Linked DNA regions of Mus musculus: all the other regions are linked to region 1. Evidence: chromatin contacts called from public Hi-C, Micro-C and promoter capture Hi-C data. All regions are on one chromosome and are shown on one strand. The core of a region is the stretch at or near the end of the contact, and the rest is flanking DNA. Distances in the headings are between cores, read along the strand shown.

The links. Promoter capture Hi-C pulls out the DNA fragments that hold promoters and counts their contacts. A called contact is a pair of places that touch in the nucleus more often than the background predicts. Capture Hi-C pulls out chosen DNA fragments and counts their contacts.
Region 2: a contact with region 1 is called in a Micro-C map of embryonic stem cells, with 4 times the contacts expected there. The contact joins the promoter of Stk38l here to the promoter of Ccdc91 in region 1. A contact is called at or near these places in 1 of 39 promoter capture datasets (embryonic stem cells) and 3 of 484 Hi-C or Micro-C datasets (LSK cells and embryonic stem cells).
Region 3: a Hi-C map of nephron progenitors shows a contact between it and region 1, with 2.3 times the contacts expected there. The contact joins the enhancer-like site here to the promoter of Ccdc91 in region 1. A contact is called at or near these places in 1 of 39 promoter capture datasets (embryonic stem cells), 1 of 484 Hi-C or Micro-C datasets (nephron progenitors), 3 of 115 datasets of contacts at active chromatin or transcription factors (acute myeloid leukemia, forebrain and stem cell-derived neural progenitor cells) and 1 of 9 other capture datasets (liver).
Region 4: a promoter capture Hi-C map of neural stem cells shows a contact between it and region 1. The contact joins the promoter of Ppfibp1 here to the promoter of Ccdc91 in region 1. A contact is called at or near these places in 1 of 39 promoter capture datasets (neural stem cells), 4 of 484 Hi-C or Micro-C datasets (CD4 T cells, LSK cells and embryonic stem cells) and 1 of 9 other capture datasets (pancreatic islet).
Region 5: a contact with region 1 is called in a promoter capture Hi-C map of liver, with 6 times the contacts expected there. The contact joins the promoter of Far2 here to the promoter of Ccdc91 in region 1. A contact is called at or near these places in 9 of 39 promoter capture datasets (cranial neural crest, embryonic stem cells, frontonasal cranial neural crest and 5 more) and 1 of 115 datasets of contacts at active chromatin or transcription factors (embryonic stem cells).
Region 6: a promoter capture Hi-C map of adipose tissue shows a contact between it and region 1. The contact joins the promoter of 1700034J05Rik here to the promoter of Ccdc91 in region 1. A contact is called at or near these places in 2 of 39 promoter capture datasets (embryonic stem cells and neutrophils) and 1 of 9 other capture datasets (adipose tissue).

The regions. Positions count from the first base shown.
Region 1 is chr6:147,474,596-147,477,164 of GRCm38.p6, forward strand. It overlaps Ccdc91 (coiled-coil domain containing 91), which reads left to right and starts at 1,276. Exons shown (of 13, transcript NM_025911.2): 1 at 1,276-1,464. Gm6288 (a long non-coding RNA gene) reads right to left here and starts at 1,224. Exons shown (of 4, transcript XR_869623.3): 1 at 521-1,224.
Region 2 is chr6:146,723,648-146,726,216 of GRCm38.p6, forward strand. Stk38l (serine/threonine kinase 38 like) reads left to right here and starts at 1,283. Exons shown (of 14, transcript NM_172734.3): 1 at 1,283-1,400.
Region 3 is chr6:146,819,107-146,821,675 of GRCm38.p6, forward strand. It overlaps Arntl2 (aryl hydrocarbon receptor nuclear translocator-like 2), which reads left to right. Exons shown (of 15, transcript NM_172309.2): 7 at 1,422-1,562. Among named protein-coding and RNA genes, the nearest start is that of Arntl2, 15 kb to the left of the region's middle. Within about 2 kb of position 1,290, at least 12 of the 459 cell types and tissues checked have an H3K27ac peak or open chromatin away from gene starts, as enhancers often do. A contact at or near this core is called in nephron progenitors, where this site is marked.
Region 4 is chr6:146,887,209-146,889,777 of GRCm38.p6, forward strand. It overlaps Ppfibp1 (PTPRF interacting protein, binding protein 1 (liprin beta 1)), which reads left to right and starts at 1,286. Exons shown (of 31, transcript NM_001355728.1): 1 at 1,286-1,475.
Region 5 is chr6:148,046,120-148,048,688 of GRCm38.p6, forward strand. Far2 (fatty acyl CoA reductase 2) reads left to right here and starts at 1,297. Exons shown (of 12, transcript NM_001347516.1): 1 at 1,297-1,393.
Region 6 is chr6:146,953,142-146,955,710 of GRCm38.p6, forward strand. 1700034J05Rik (RIKEN cDNA 1700034J05 gene) reads right to left here and starts at 1,280. Exons shown (of 3, transcript NM_001164236.1): 1 at 1,148-1,280; 2 at 1-445. The coding sequence starts at 401. The region is part of intron 2 of Ppfibp1 (PTPRF interacting protein, binding protein 1 (liprin beta 1)); the gene reads left to right.

The DNA of each region.
Region 1 (2,569 bases), core at 26-2,525:
AAATTAAAAAAGTATATGTGTGTAAGGAAGCATCAAATTTCTATAAGAGAAATACAACTTATTTGTGCAAAGAATGGGCAGGATGGAAAAGGTCAGAAGAGGTGACCTGCTCAGTATTAGTTGTTCACTAAGGACTTCAAGTTGCCCAGCTCAGTGAAGGCATGTCAAGATCCTGTTGATACTTCCCACTCAGTACAGAGATTAAAGATAGTTCAGTCAATTTTGTTCAGTGGAAGGAAGAGAAAAGCAATTCCCAATAATGCTCTCTGTGTGAAGATTAGAAGTTGTCCACAGACTCACATTCAAACGATCAGGGCACTAGGCAGTAAAATATCTTGGATATATTTGGTTCATTCCCAGATTGTTACCACTTGACTAGTTCCAAGTAAATGGTATACGTTCAATAAAAATTAAGTGAATGTTGTCTAAACCATCTGAGAAGTGTGCTACCTGTTGACCATTTCTATGTAACAGTCACGACAGTCTACACAATTACTCTCCCCTTCAAACAAAAACCTACCAAGTGTATGGCATATTCCCTTCAGGAAAAGATGTTGACTGACAGCTTTGCTGTAAGGATGTGGAACAGCTAAAAAACAACTGTTTTTAGTGGAATATGAACGAACTGCTATGAGAGAGTTGATTACAAGTGCTACAGTCCTAGCGCTGAAGATCTTTAAAATCCAGTGGTTTAGAGAAGCTTTCAGCTTGGGCACGTTCAGGAACTTGAGAGTTCCGCTAAGCCGATAGGTCCAGACATCACGTCAAACATTTCTTGAGCATGTCATAGTGCCGGGTGCTTTATTCAGTTCTCACATTTTGGTTGTTTGTAAGAGGCAAAGGCTCTTCTCGTGGTAGATTCGAGTTCTGGACAGAAGAAAAATTCAGATTTGGTAGGTGGTTTTATGGGCCTGTCACTAAGAGAGATTGAGAACCTTTACTAGGAGGTAGATCTTGAGAAAGGTCAGGAAAAGCGTTAAGTCGAAGCCAATCTATAGCAGAGTCAATTACCTGAGAATCACTCAACTAGGAGGTTCTTCTTGTGGCCTAGCCAGCTGAATCTCTGTTAGGAGGAATATCTGTTGAATAGTTTGTTTTGGCTCAGGACAAAAGATAAAGACATGATGTAGTTTTTGAGGATGGTCAGGCCAGTGTATATCAGGTCAATCCACTTCACAGGTCAGGTCTCTCTTCAGATGAGGCTCAGCTGGCCTCCTCTTGGGGGGTCATGTGATGCGCCCGCGGATGCCTGGAGCGCCGCGCGCAGGCCTGGGCGGGCCTAGGTAGAAATCAACTTCCGGTGAGGATGTCCTGGACGCCGGGTGGTGTGTGGGCTGCCCGAACGTGGGTTCCTGGGCCAGCAGTCACCGGGAGGGGGGTGGTTGCGTAGCCGGTGTCCCGGAGCCAGTGTCTGAGAGCCGGGTGTGACGCGCAACAGCGCGGGGAGCACTGCGGTGGGCGCAGGTAATCGGGTGCTCGCCGTCTGGGTCCGGGTCTCGGCCGCGGGTGGGAACGTGACCAAGTTACTGCGAGTCGCGAGGCCGCGGCCGGGCGACTCACGGGACCTGGGTCAGGGAGACACCTCGCTCCCGCCCTCGCCCGCGGGGCCCTGCACTTGGGTAGTCCCGAGTGGAGAGCCATAGTAAGTCCGCTTGTTGTCCGCGCTGTAGTTGCCCCGGCGGAACGGAAGTGTTGACCCTGATGCGGTTCCCGTCGGTGCCGAGCGGCGCACCCCTTCCGGTCTCAGACCTTGGGAAAGCGCGCACTGTGCACTCGGAGTTCTGGAGAGCTGATCGCTGGACACACCCTCAGTGGCGTCTCGGGTTCTCACCCCAGGCGAGCATCGTGCGGAGCGCTTGGCCTCTGTCTGTTACACACCTTTCCCCGCCCCCCCAGGATGCCGCGTCTGCGCGGCTGCCTCCGCAGGAGGGAGCTTTGCACAAGAGTTGTCAGCTGCTCTGACAGCTCTGGGATGGTGAGGCCGCCGTGATCTTGGCCCTCCGCTCTGGGGAAGTGAAGGCTTTGGGCTCAGCTTAGGTCCCTCAGAGGCCGCCCACGAATTCCGACTTATCCCTCCACTGTGCAGACATTGACACGTCTTCGCCCCTAGTTTTAAACTTCCCGGCTCTGTGGAAGGCTATGGAACATGTTTGCATGCTGCGTGGTTGAGGGATTGCCATCTTGTCACAGGGTGGGTCAGCTGTCACCTCAGGATTTAAGACAAAAGCCTGCAGAGTACTCACAGTTTCCTGGGCGACAGAAACCGAGGAGAAGTGCACTTGTAGTCATCTTAGCCACACCTTGTGTTGCTTTTGGGGTTGTTTGAACCTCACCTGTTGGGATAAATGGCTCAGGAAGATGCTAGGTCCGCTGCACCTTGGTGCCACTATGTGGTGTGTTAATGTGTGAAGAATTGCCTGGTGAGAGGTGAGGAAGTTTGGTGTCTCCTAGGATGTCTAGAGATGTTTCAGTGGGCTGGGAACTGTGAACTGGTTGCCTAGCAACACCATACTCCAAATTGGAAAAAAACATAAAACAAAATGAGAAAGTCCAGGATTTTTGAGTTTTT
Region 2 (2,569 bases), core at 33-2,532, 750 kb before region 1:
TATTGGTTTGTCTTACTCAAAGACCAGTTTTATCTTAAAAAGCAAAACTCTTGTCACTTTCCCAAAACTCTCCCCTGTGTTCTCCATGGGAAAGTGATTTTCTAAATATCACACACTCTTCTCCCTTTATCCACAGATTCACTTTGGCAGTACCCACAGTCAACCATGTTCCAAAATTATGAAGTGGAAAATTCCAGAAATAAATGATTCACCAGTTTTAAACTGAAAATGCCGTTCTAAGTAGCCAATGAAGTCTCTCACTCCCCTCACTGTGTTGCTCCCAGGACGCTAGCAGTTCCTCTGGAGTGTCAATGTTGTGTATGTGAAACTCCTGGCCCCCTGGGAGGCATGGTCCTTGTTCCAATAATCCTCATTTTATTTCATAATAGCCCCAAAGCACAAGAGCAGCTGGCTGTCTACATCAAAGATAAGATTTAGCCTGCTTTTGTATTGTTAAGACTGGGTCTCACTCTGTAGCTCTAGCTGGGCTCAAACTCACTATGTAGCCCAGGCTGGTCTCAAACTTGCCGCAGCTTCTGCCTCAGCCTCCTTGGTGATGGGATTACATGCATGAAACACTGTACCTGGCGTCAAAGTTTGTTTGTTTGTTTGTTTTTTTAAAGTAAATGTTGTTGAGGTTGCTTAAATCTATGGTTCGGTTGTTAATCTCTTACTGTGCTGGATGTATAAATTAAGAGTAGGTGTGTGTAGGACACACAGTGTATAGTGTTTGGCTAGTCCGCGGGTCCTGAAGTTTGCCTGCCTACCTTTGATGCGAAGGGAAGAGACAATGACGACGACAATTTTCTAGCCTAATGCTGTATGTTATGTTGTCAACTGCTCTGGGATTTTTCAGGTAAGTTTAGCAAATTTTCATGTATGCTGGTAAGTTTCTTGTGGTCTTCCTAAATTCTAAATCCTCCTAAGCCTTTCGGGTTCAGTTATAGAGACGTGGAAGTCACAGAGCTGCTACATTGGTGATCTCTCCTCTATGGAGCCATCTTTGCATTGCCTTGAGGAGAGCTCCATCACACCAGGCCTCTCTCAGGGTCAGGCAGAACCAGTTAGAACTGGAGAGGGCCATGAGACAAGAACGTTACAACGCCCAGTAGTGATTAGACTGAGCTCAGGTTCCTGGACCAACCTACACTTCCGCCCGCGAAGGTGGGGGTCGGTACTGGCGCTGACGCCAGAAGGACACTTCCGCCTGGGTGCGTATGACGTCAGGGGCGACCCCTTTAAAAAAAAAAATCTAGGAGATCAAGTCTCGCGAGATTCTGGCGCGGCCGCTTTGGCACCGCCTCACGGGGCGGGACGAGGCGGGGCCTGGCGCGAGAGACGCGCGCCGCGGGCTGCGGTGACTGAGGAGGAGGCTGAGCGGGCGCGGGCGACACCGGCAGGTGAGAGCGGGCGAGGGCACCGGCGCCGGCGCGGGGCAGGGCCGCGGGGCTAGGGCGGCGCTCGCTGCGGGGAGGTGTGAGGGGCTTGGCGCGGTACAGCCCGCGGCGCCCAGCCCAGGTGTCCCTGGCGGAGCGGAGAACCGCGGCCGTGCGCGGCGTCCCCGGGCTGCAGGCGGGGCCGCGCCCCCACCGCCTGTCAGTCACCGGGGCCTTCGCCGAGCCGGGTGCGGCAGCCTGCGTACCGGGAGCGGAGCCGCCAGCCCCGCGCGCGTCCTGCTCCGGGCCCACCTTCCCGTCCCCTCCGGACGCAGAGGGCACGGCTCGCCGGCACAAAGTTGCCGGTGCACAGCGACGGCAAACTGTGCCCGAGCCGCGGCGTCCCTGTCACCGATGCTACTTTCTCTGTTGCGGGGTCGCTCTTGGGTCCCGAAGTTTGGAGAAACGCGGTGAAGAGATGCGAGGTGGGTCTGGAGCAGCGGCTGGTGTAGAGGTGCGCTGCTGCCGCCCCTCGGGACTCACTCGGTGCAGAGCCGGCGCGCTCTCCGGCTCCTCTGCAACTTGGGACGCGTTTCGGTAGAAGCCACTTATGGATTTGGCTCTGGTATTAGCCACACGACTGCCAAGAAGCCAGGCGAACAAAGTTCAATGGTTTTAAGGTGGTGATTACCCCTTATTTGGCAGTCGTGGCTTAAATCGGTCAGGTCTCCCTACTTTAAGTCAATAAGCCTTGCAATTTGCATATCAAGTTGTCTTGATGTCTCACGCACAAGCCTAAATGGAAAGGTTTTTCTCTTACGCCTCAGGATATATAAAACAATTAAGTTTATTATGCTCTTTCCCTCGTGGCCAAGAGGCACTTTATTTGAGTTAGTTGCTCTTGTGTCTATTTGGGGAGATAATTTAGTTAAATATACGATAAATTATGATATTGCGCGAGGTCATAAAAGTACTTTTATTTGGAAAATCCTGGTCTCAGAAGAAGTACAAGGGATAAAAGTTTGGTATTTGCCTTCGCTCTGCTGAGCGTTTTTTCTCCTAGTTAGAGGCCCGATTAGGCATCCCATTTGTTGGGATGTGTTTAGAATGAGAAGCATAGTTCGGTGTAGTTTCCGTGCTCTTTTGAAAGGCCTTGCTGTTAAGTAATGAACAAATTAGACTCAGAAAAACCA
Region 3 (2,569 bases), core at 40-2,539, 660 kb before region 1:
GCTGATTACAAGTTTATCCACATATAGGAGTTAGAAGGAGATAGGGAGGGAGGGAGGGAGGGAGGGAGGGAGGGAGGGAGGGAGGGAGGGAGGGAGGGAGGGAGGGAGGGAGGGAGGAAGGGAGGAAAGGAGGGAGGAAGGGAGGAAGGGAGGGAGGGAGGGAGGAAGGGAGGGAGGAAGGGAGGGAGGAAGGAAAATTCCTTTACCCTACAGACATATACACTAAATGTATTCATATGAAGATAACTGTGTGGGAATGAGGGAGGGAGGAAGGGAGGAAGGAAGGAAAATTCCTTTACCCTACAGACATATACACTAAATGTATTCATATGAAGGTAACTGTGTGGGAATGAGGGAGGAAGGGAAGGAGGAAGGGAGGGAGGAAGGAAAATTCCTTTACCCTACAGACATATACACTAAGTGTATTCATATGAAGATAACTGTGTGGGAATATATGATTGCTTATAGTTTCAATCTAAATAAAACTTTTGTAAGACAATATTACTTGAGGTTAAAAAGTTGCTGGGGATTTCTTCTCTTCTGTATATGACCCAGATTTCCCTGGTATGAAAGATCTTGTATAATTGGGCTTAGGAAGTATACATATTCATTGTCCAGAGATACTCGACATATGAAAATGTTTAGTGCCAAATGACTACTATGATATAGAAACAGCGGTAAGAGACGTCTCTACTTAAGAGCAGTTGCAGCGTTTGCAGATGATGATCCAGGCTCTGGACCCAGCACACACTCAGTCTTGCCGGGAACTCCAGCTCCAGGGGGTCTGATGCCCTTTCCTGGCCTCTACAGGCACACACAGGCATGCACTTGGTACATAGACATTCACTTGGATGAACACAACACACATAAAATAAACATAGTTTTTAAAAGTTAAAGAAATAATGATCTAACCAGTTTTTAATTTTTGTTTGAGACAGGTTTTACTATGTAGCCTTTGCTGGTCTGTAGCTCCTTGTGTAGACCAGGCTGGCTTTGAACTCACTCCCTGAAGGAAGTCTTAAGATAAATTGCAAGTGTTTTAAATTGTTGAGTGTGGTGATCCATGCCTGCAACTCCAACACTCTAAAGTTTGAGCCCCACCCCCACCCCCCAGACCTACACTCTCTCCTCGAAAACAAAACACTGCCAAGAAAAGACAAACTGAATATATCTGAATATGGTGAAACATTAGAAGGGACTGGAGAGCTAACAACGCTTACTGTTGTTCCTCAAGACCCGAGCTGGTTCTCAGAACCCACATCGGGCCAGGCGTAACCGCGACGCTTGAGCATGCGCACAAGCAGGCGCGCGCATGAGCATGTGCAAAGATGAATCTCTTTTTTAAGAGAAGAGAGAAAGGGACGGGGAGGATTGTTAGCACGTCTGTGATTATTCTGTTCTCATTCCTGCTGCTGTGAAAGCCTCTCAGGTTTACAGTCACCCCTACACTGGGCGACCACGCATGCATTCTGGCTCCAGACGATCTTTCTTCTTTAGAATGAAGAGCTGTACCGTCCCTGTCAAAGAAGAGCAGCCATGCTCGTCCTGCTCAAAGAAGAAAGGTGAGACTCCCGGGAGAGCCGGTGATTCGGAGCCTGGTGCAAAACGCAAGGTCCTAAGTAGTTTCTATCCAGGAAAAAGTAAGTTTCATAGTCACGGCAAGAAATAGGATTCAAAGCGTCTAAGTAAGATTGTTTTTAAACTGAAATTATTTACACTGGCTCACCACCAGGTGCACATCCTGTTGTGCTACTGAATCTGTAGCGAAGAGAACTTTAAGTTAGATTTGGGAGACGTGATGTAGGCCTTAAAGCGTAGTTAACACTCAAGTAACAGAGGCGGGAAAGATTTCTGTGAATTCAAGCCCAGCAGGGCTATGTAGCAATACCCTATCTCAAAGATAAAATAGTAAAATAAAAACTCAAACAACAACAAAGTTCAATCTCTTTTTAAAAAACTTTTTGCTTGTTTGTTTGTCTTTTTATTTTGTGTTTTGTTTTTGTTTTGAGATAGGGTCTCACTTTGTAGCTTTACCCAGGAACTCACTGTGTATACCAGGCTAGCCTCAAATGCACACAGATCCATCTACCTCTGCCTCCTGAGTGTTGGAGTTAAAGGTGCATGCTACTATGCCCAACCCTAAAATAATTTTTTATCTTGCTTTTTAAGTGTGTGTGTGTGTGTGTGTGTGTGTGTGTGTGTGTGTATGCGTGTGTATGCCCACACAAGTGAGTCCAGTGCCAATTGAGGCCATCAGATTCCCTGGAGCTGAAACTAAGGTCAGCTGTGGGCTGCCTGATGCACGTGCTGAGAACTGAACCGAGTTCCTCTGACAGAGCACAGGCACTCCTAACTACTGAACCACCACTCCAAACTCCTGCTTGCTTCTTTTTGAGACAGAGTCTTACTATGTAGTCCAGTAGGGCGGGGATGTAGTATGTATGGCCATATGTGTCTATTAATCATCATCATAACCAACAGTAAGAGATTTGCAAGTTTCTTCATTATAGTCAGACATAGTGTTATAGGCCTGCAATCACTTAGGAGGCTGAGGTAATAGTATCAGGGA
Region 4 (2,569 bases), core at 36-2,535, 590 kb before region 1:
TGTATCCATAAAGCTGCTTTTCATTATTCAGTTCAGTTCTGGGTCTGACAGGGGAAACTGAAAGAAGGGCTCCTGAGAATCTCCCTGACTTTGCAGCCAAGAGGATTACACAGCTGATATCCACCAGAGGGTAAATAGTAGTTAATTCTTAATTGTTAGCTCAGTCACTGCAATTGGTTCAACAGTAATTATTATCATGTGGTTTGAACTCAGTTGTGAGGGTTCTCCCTTTTCAGTTGTGCATCAAAACAGAAGCCTTATGGGACTTAAAAAGTTCAGCATAGGGCCTGAAGAGATGGCCAAACAGTTAACCTCTTCTGCTCTTTTTGCAGAAACACTTGAGTTCAGCCCACAGCCCCTATCTCACAACTGGGAGAATTCAATGCTTCTAGCCTCCATGGGTACACACACATACTACACATAATTAAACAAAATAACAAAAATAGCTGGGTGTGGTGGTACACATCTTTGATTTGAATAGTTTGAGGCGGAGGCAGGCAGATAGCTGTTCAAGACCAGTCTGGTCCACACACAGTTTCACGACAGGACAAACAACAACAACAAACTCCAACAAAAATAATAATAAAAAATCTTTAAAAAGCAGGTTATTGCTGAGTGTGGGCCTGTAACCTCAGCTATTAGGAAGGCTAAGGTAAAAAGATAACAATTTGAAGACCAGCCTTGATATGTGTCACAGCGGGGGGGGGGAGAGGGGGGGAAAACCTCGAAAAAATATAAATAGTAAAACATTTACCCCCTCCCTCTGGAGAGTTCATTTTATTTCTCTGGAAGCTTGCGTGTCTTTTTATTTTTATTTTTGTCTCGTTACTAAATGCAAAAGCAGCCACGTGGTTGAGCGCCGCTAGATGACCACGCGGAACTAGGGTGGCCACCTCTGGGATCCTCGTCCGCTCAGTCTCTGTAAGTCCTCAGTTTCCCCTCCGGGGCCTTTTACTTTATCCGCGGGGCTCCCCGCCCGCCACGTCCGCTCGGTCCGCGACACAGAGGCGTTCTTTCGGGATGAGCGTCGCTTCTGACCCGGGAAGAGCTGCGAGCGACCGCCCGGCTCAGCGCAGCCCTTTATCCGCGCCCTACGGACCGCAGCGGACCGGGCGCGCTCCCCACCGACGCCCACTCCCAGCTCCGCTGGGCTCGGCCAGGAATGTGGGAGACCAGGCGCCGCCTCGGAGTGACCGCGCGCCCGGCCAATCAGCGGGCCGCAAGCGCGAGGCCCCGCCCCCTCCGCCCCTGGGGCTGGTTCCCGCCGGGGGAGGGGCGGGGCGGTGGGACGAGGAGGACCGAGGGGAGGCGGCACCTGGGCGGCGGTGATGTCAGCCGGGCGCTGTGCTCCGGCCCCGGCTCCTGTCGCCGTGTAGGGCGCGGGGGCGGCCGCGTCGAGAGTGGCGATCTGGCAGCCGGGCGGGTCCCGGGAGGCGGAACTGCAACTTGTGGAGCTCGGCGGCCCTCCGCCTCAGGTAAGCCAGCCGCGGGCGGTTCCTTCTGCGACCCGCGCCCGCGTTCTCGGGGATCTCTAGTGAGTGGGGGGCAGCAGCTTCGGGGTGACAGGAAGGGCTCGTCTGGGTCCTCGGTTCCCTCACCCGGACTCCCCACAGCACAGAACTCCAGTCAGGGAAGTGTGCTCGGACTCCCCCAGAGACTCCAGTCAGGGAAGTGTGCTCCCAGCTCACACCCAGACTCCCCTCCACAGACTCCAGTCAGGGAAGTGTGCTCCCAGCTCACACCCGGTCTCTCCTTCACACCACAGTCTCCAGTCAGGGAGATGTGCTCCCAGTTCACACCCGGTCTACCCCCCCCAGCACCCCCCCCCCCAGACTCCAGTTAGGGAAGTGTGTTCCCAGCTCACATCCAGACTTCCCTCCACAGCCTGCAGCCAGGGAAGTGTGCTCCCAGCTCACACCCGGACTCCCCGACCCCTTACACACCCACAGTCTCCAGCCAGGGTAGTATAAGCCCATCTCATACTCGTCCCCTCACCATACCATAGACTCTGAATCACAGAACTCCAATCAGTGAAGTGTGCTGGGACCCCACGCCTCAGAATCCCCACCACACCACAGCCTCCAGTCAGAGAAGTGTGCTTCCAGCTCACTCCTGGACTCCCCACCACACCACAGACTCCAGTCAGGGAAATGTGCTGGGACCCGAACACCCCAGAATCCTAGTACCATGGAACTCTAGTCAGGGACATGCGCACAGTTTTACACAGTGGGTATCTCACCACGCCACAGACTCATTCAGGACAGTGTGAGCCCATTTCACACTTGTCCTCCCACCACACCATAGACTCTGATACCACAGAACTCCAATTACAGAAGTGTTCTGGGACCCTACACCCCAGAGTCTCCACCACACCACAGACTTCAGTTAGGGAATTTTCGTGGGACCCCACACCCCGGAACTACTCCAATAATACCATACGCTCCATTCAGGGAACTGCAATGGGACCCAGACTCCCTGTAATATACCCCAGATTCCAGTCAGGGGACTGTGGTGGAACCCCAGAATCCCTATATAATACTGCAGAGCCACGCCACACATTTGGAAAGTG
Region 5 (2,569 bases), core at 47-2,546, 570 kb after region 1:
TGAACTTTCCAGGTAGCCCCCAGGGAGGCCTTGAACTTGCCACCCTCTTGGCCTAGCATACTGAAGAGCTGGGGTTGCAAGTGAAAGATTTCTATATCTTGTTACCATCATTTTCCTGGATCATTTCAAGTATACTCACAGAATTTGGGTCTGAGGACACATTCAGATATTTTCTCCAGTGGAGTGTGTGTGTGTGTAACTGCATGTTTGTCAAGTCCTGTTCTCTTCTCTTGCTTTTACATAGCCACCTATGTAAGACTATCTCTGGTTTACACTTCCCTTAACATACTTAATTAAACAGAGTCCAGAATCAGCAAATTCAAGAGAAGTGTGAGATTTTTTAATGGATGGAGTTCCTTGTTTCATTAATTTCAACTTTTCACGATTCAAAGTTGGTGTTTTTGTGTGCATATCACCTGTCATAATGAGATTCAGAATAATTTTGGGGCCATATTCCTTCCCACTTTCCTTAACTGACTATAAATTTGGAAGACTATCTTCCACATTGTGCAGAGAACTGAGGTGGGCGTTGGCCAGGTTTCCTCTCTGGTTGGGGGGAAATTTGCTCTCCCGCGGTCCATCATTCTATGACTTCCTGGCAGCTGGAGGGTTTCTGTCTAAAATTTACCAATAACTAAATATAAATAAAATAAAATTGTTAAAGCTACCAAGAGATGAAAGAAAGCGTTTCCTGGGGAAGTCCCAGAGATTTCCTCTGCCTGTTTCTCCCCTAGCATCCATGGTCTCTGCGCATCAGATAGCAAGAATCAGGTTTCTGCTCTCCACACCTCAAACCTCCCTGTTGCCTGCCCCCTCCCATCCCCCCAAAACACACACCTGCCACCCCTTGACTGTTTAAAAGCCCTTGAGCTGGCGCATCCCTGCCGAGCTCCTCTGCAGCTTCCATCCACCTGGCGTGTGGTGCGGAAGAGATGGATAAATGGGATCTGGAGTGCATTTTGCCAGTGCAATAGGAAGTGATCGCTCCTGCAATGAATCAAATCAGACTCTTTCTCTCTCTTCCCCTCCCTCCTTCCTTTGCTTTTCCAGACAGGGCGCCATCCCAGCTAACTTTCCCCTCACCCAACAATGCACACCAAGGGGGAACACACCCGAAGCCCAGGCGATGCCATCCTCGGGGCCTGTGCGTCCGAGGCCCCGGCACTCCTCCCGCCCTGGCAGAGGCCTCGGCTGGGCGCCCAGCAGCGACCAGGAAGGTCGGAGGGAGGGTGCGCTCCTCCCGCCCCACACCCAGTTTCTGAGCCGGATATATAGAGAGTCACGTTTGGGAGCCGGGAGAGCAGAGGCGCGGTTCAGAAAAGCTCGAGTGCCTCCTTCATCTCCGGGAGGACCGTGACCACCAGCCGGCAAGTCAACCGCACTGAAGCAGCAGGTACCACAAGGAAGAGAGCGGGGCGGGGAGGCCAGAAGGTTAGGCTAGGGGGACCTGAGGACTGTGGCTGTAAAGCAGGCAGGCACTAGGAGAAAAGCGGTGGCCCTGCCTCGCGTCCCTGGCCACTCACAGTCCTCCAGAGTCCTGTAGGCTCTAGGTATCTCTGAGTCTGCTAGGTGAGATGCACAGCCATTGGAAAACTGGGAAGGGCTGAGCAAGGTGAACATGGGAACCTCTCAGTAGTAACTGGGGACCAAGGTACAGGGGTATCTGGCTGGTCCCACCCAAGCCTTCCTAGTTCAGGAGCTACTCCTAGAGACAGCATATATTTCCAGGCCACATGTACAATGCTCCCTTTTCATGTCCTCCCTTACCCACTAGCTCACCTCAGGCTGTGAGTATCCAGACCCTTACTTAGAGATTCTTCAGGGTCATAAACCCCAGGGTGAAGTAGGCTTCAGTGACCAAATAGGTCTGTCCCTGATCAGAAGTTTCTGACTTCCTCCAGTGACTTGGGCATCATGAAGAGAACAAGAGGGGTAGGTGTCAGGGCCTCCAGCTAGGACAGGTGGCTTAAGGAAGGCTGTTCACACACCTCTGGGGGTGAGATTGCAGTCAGTATAATTTATGCCCATCCTAAGAATGCCTTGCCCCTGTCAGGCTCCTGACCCCAGTCTCCTTCCTGTCTCCTTTTGGGGTAAGATAATGAACACTTTTTGTTCCATACATTATTTACCTACTGTTGAGCTATCGTGATTATTATCTCTTTATCTGTAAGACTCTGGCTACCTTTTGAGTCATGCCGAGTGAATGCTCCATCGTTTGTGAGCAAGGAACCAAGTGAGCAGGAAACTCAATAGGGTTGTGTGCTTCTGCTTGTTTGTGGCCGTCTCCAGAGTTTGACATTGCAAATGGAAGTGTAAGACTCAGCCTGTAGCCCCACAGTTTGTCTCTCTGCTTCTCCATCTATGTGATCTGGAGAGTTGACTTGGGGTCATAGTTATTCTAAGTCATAAAATAGGGCAAAGAGATTAAATAAATTTTAAGGCGTCTTATAAACTGCACAGGTATTCATTTCAGCAAACTTCACATCTTGGACTTTGGCAGTGTCTAGAGATAACCAAGAGGTTTCTCCTGACCAAACTTCAAGGACAGTGATTTCGTTCATAGTGTTTC
Region 6 (2,569 bases), core at 30-2,529, 520 kb before region 1:
TTGCAGGGAGTCAGTTTTGTCTTGTCTTCTGGCCACTTATCCATCCACTGGCTATGGGCATTTAGATCCAGATTAGCAAGAGAGTCTGCATGGTTAGAGTCCACATCGATATCCCAGGCCAGTGTGATGCTTAGCTTGCTGAACTGCTCTGGGTCATGCTCCACCTGATCTCGTTTCCTGAAGAGTCTCCTTAAACTCTCTGTCCTCCAGGTGCTTTGGACAGGAGGGAGGAAATGGACCAAAGAATCCACAGAGGCTGTCTCCTCACGGGAGACCAGGTCCTCATAGGAAAAGGTGTTCTCAGAGGGGTAGTAGCCCACCGAGGCGCTCTGGTTGGACTTGCATTCATAAATAGAATCCTCTGTGCTACTGTAGTCACTGCTGGAGGGTGAGGTTGTCATGGTGCTGAGAGTGTCCAATCTCAAGTTTTCCTTGATTCTGGAAACTTCAGAAGAAAAAAATTAGTAAATGATATTATGGGGGGAAGTTATATGACCCATTCCTTTTTCTTATTGAAACTATTCCTTCCACTCTGTATAGTCCACCCTTTTGTACTTTCTGCCTCTGTAAAGACAAAAACACTCTGGCATCTCTTCTTTGTGCCTCTTATTTGTTTGACAGTAGCTGAGAGAGCTTATAAACAAAAAGGAGAATTTGAAAATGACAGGGAAGTGTGACTAGAGTCAAGTATGTTTTCAGTCCACTCTTCTGAGGTCAAGGTAACTAATTTCTTAGTATATATGTATATCTGTGCGCATATGTACATATACACACATATCCAAATACATGTGGTTCTCACATCAATAGAAACTTATTATCAAGTTTATAATAACCTATGGCTATTCTAATATTCTTAACTACTTTCTTATTAAATAGCCTTAGGTGTCACCTACTGATACTCAATAACTTGGCTGATTAATGATCACTAGGTTACTTAAGACCATACCATGATCCATGGAGTTAGTGGACCAAAGATCATAAATATATAGACATAATAATTGATACCAGAATGCTTTCCAGAAAGGTGACTGTCATTTGAGCACCCATCTTCCCACCATCTGATGGCATGTTTATTCTGCATTTTCCATAATCTCCCTGTAAGCAAACCTGGAAGACCACACACTCACACTCACACACATGCTCATGCCTTTGTCATGCCCTGATCTGAGGGCTGCCCAGATGAGACAGGCGCTTCCAGCAGTGGAGACAAAGTGATGGAGTCAGAAACCCTTCAGAGCCCATGTCTCAGTGATGTAAAGCCCAACTGCTTCTGAGAAGTTTGTGTTCCAAGACTGTTGGTTACCATGGCAACAAAGGAACCAAGTTATGGTCAGAATTATGTAAAGGGACAGGATCTGTCCCTTCAGTTTCAGAGTATTCTGAGCACATACAATAGTAGGCTGCACTCTCTTCATTAGAATCAGTCAGTTCCATGAGATCTTTCTCACATTTTCCCTCATTTCCATCCCCCAAGATTTCCATCCCCCAAGATTGCACATTAGTCTGCTACATGTCATACTTAGGTTTCCACTGCCATGCTAGGTCTGTAGATTACAGGGGGCAGATCTTGGAACTTCTCAGCAATTCTTTGTAACTAGTCTCTTTTTATACATTAAAATTTCCTGTTGTTTCTGTGTCTCTAGAGAATGCAGGCTACCTACTTATTTTGCTGCTTTTGAAATTAATGAATGATGACCATATAGTATATATCTGTAATCTAGCTCTTGGGAGACCAAAGCAAGAAGATTGAATGTAGCTCAGGCTGGTATCCTCTTGTCTTAGTTTATATCAGAAATACCTCATACACACACACACACACACACACACACCGGACAGTTGAGTGCCTAACAAGTTTCAGACCCTATGTTCTGCCACTTGTAGCAGGAATTAATTAACTAACTAATTAATGATTTCATGTATGTGTGTCTGTGTATGTACACCACATAGATGCCAGAGCCTTGGGTCCTCTGTAACTAGAGTTACAGATGGTTGTGAGTCTCCTGATGTGGATGCTGGGAACCTAACCTGACTATGGGGGTCATAGTAAAGGAACCCAGTCTAGCAAGGGAGCCATGGTAGAAACCATCCCCCCTGAGTACATTCAAAAGACCCAGTGGGAATCCTTTGGCTAGGAGGGTGAGGTGAGTGCCACTTGCTGTGTTTAGAAACTGTGGACACTGTTGATGGCCAACAGTTCTCCCTTTGGCTACATTATAATTTGGGTGCAATGGTTTTACCAAAAGACAAAAAAAAAAAGTTTGAAGGGATGATAGGATGTAGGCTTCCCAAGAAACAAGCTGAGGTCTTCTTAGGAGACTAATAGCAAAATGCTTAAAATTCAGACATTCAGATGATTCTTGTTCTTCTAGTCCTCAGGGCACTGTGAAGGAAAAGGTGGAGATGGGTGAGAAGAGAGGGGAGGGCAGACATGCTCAAAGTTGACTGCTGAGAAGGAACCTAACCTAGAGGCAGAGCCAAGTTAACCTAATAGAAAGTGGGGCTCGGGGCTGTGGGTGTGGCTCAGTGGTAGAGCTCTTGACTAGCCTATGGGAGACTCTCTGCAGTCTCC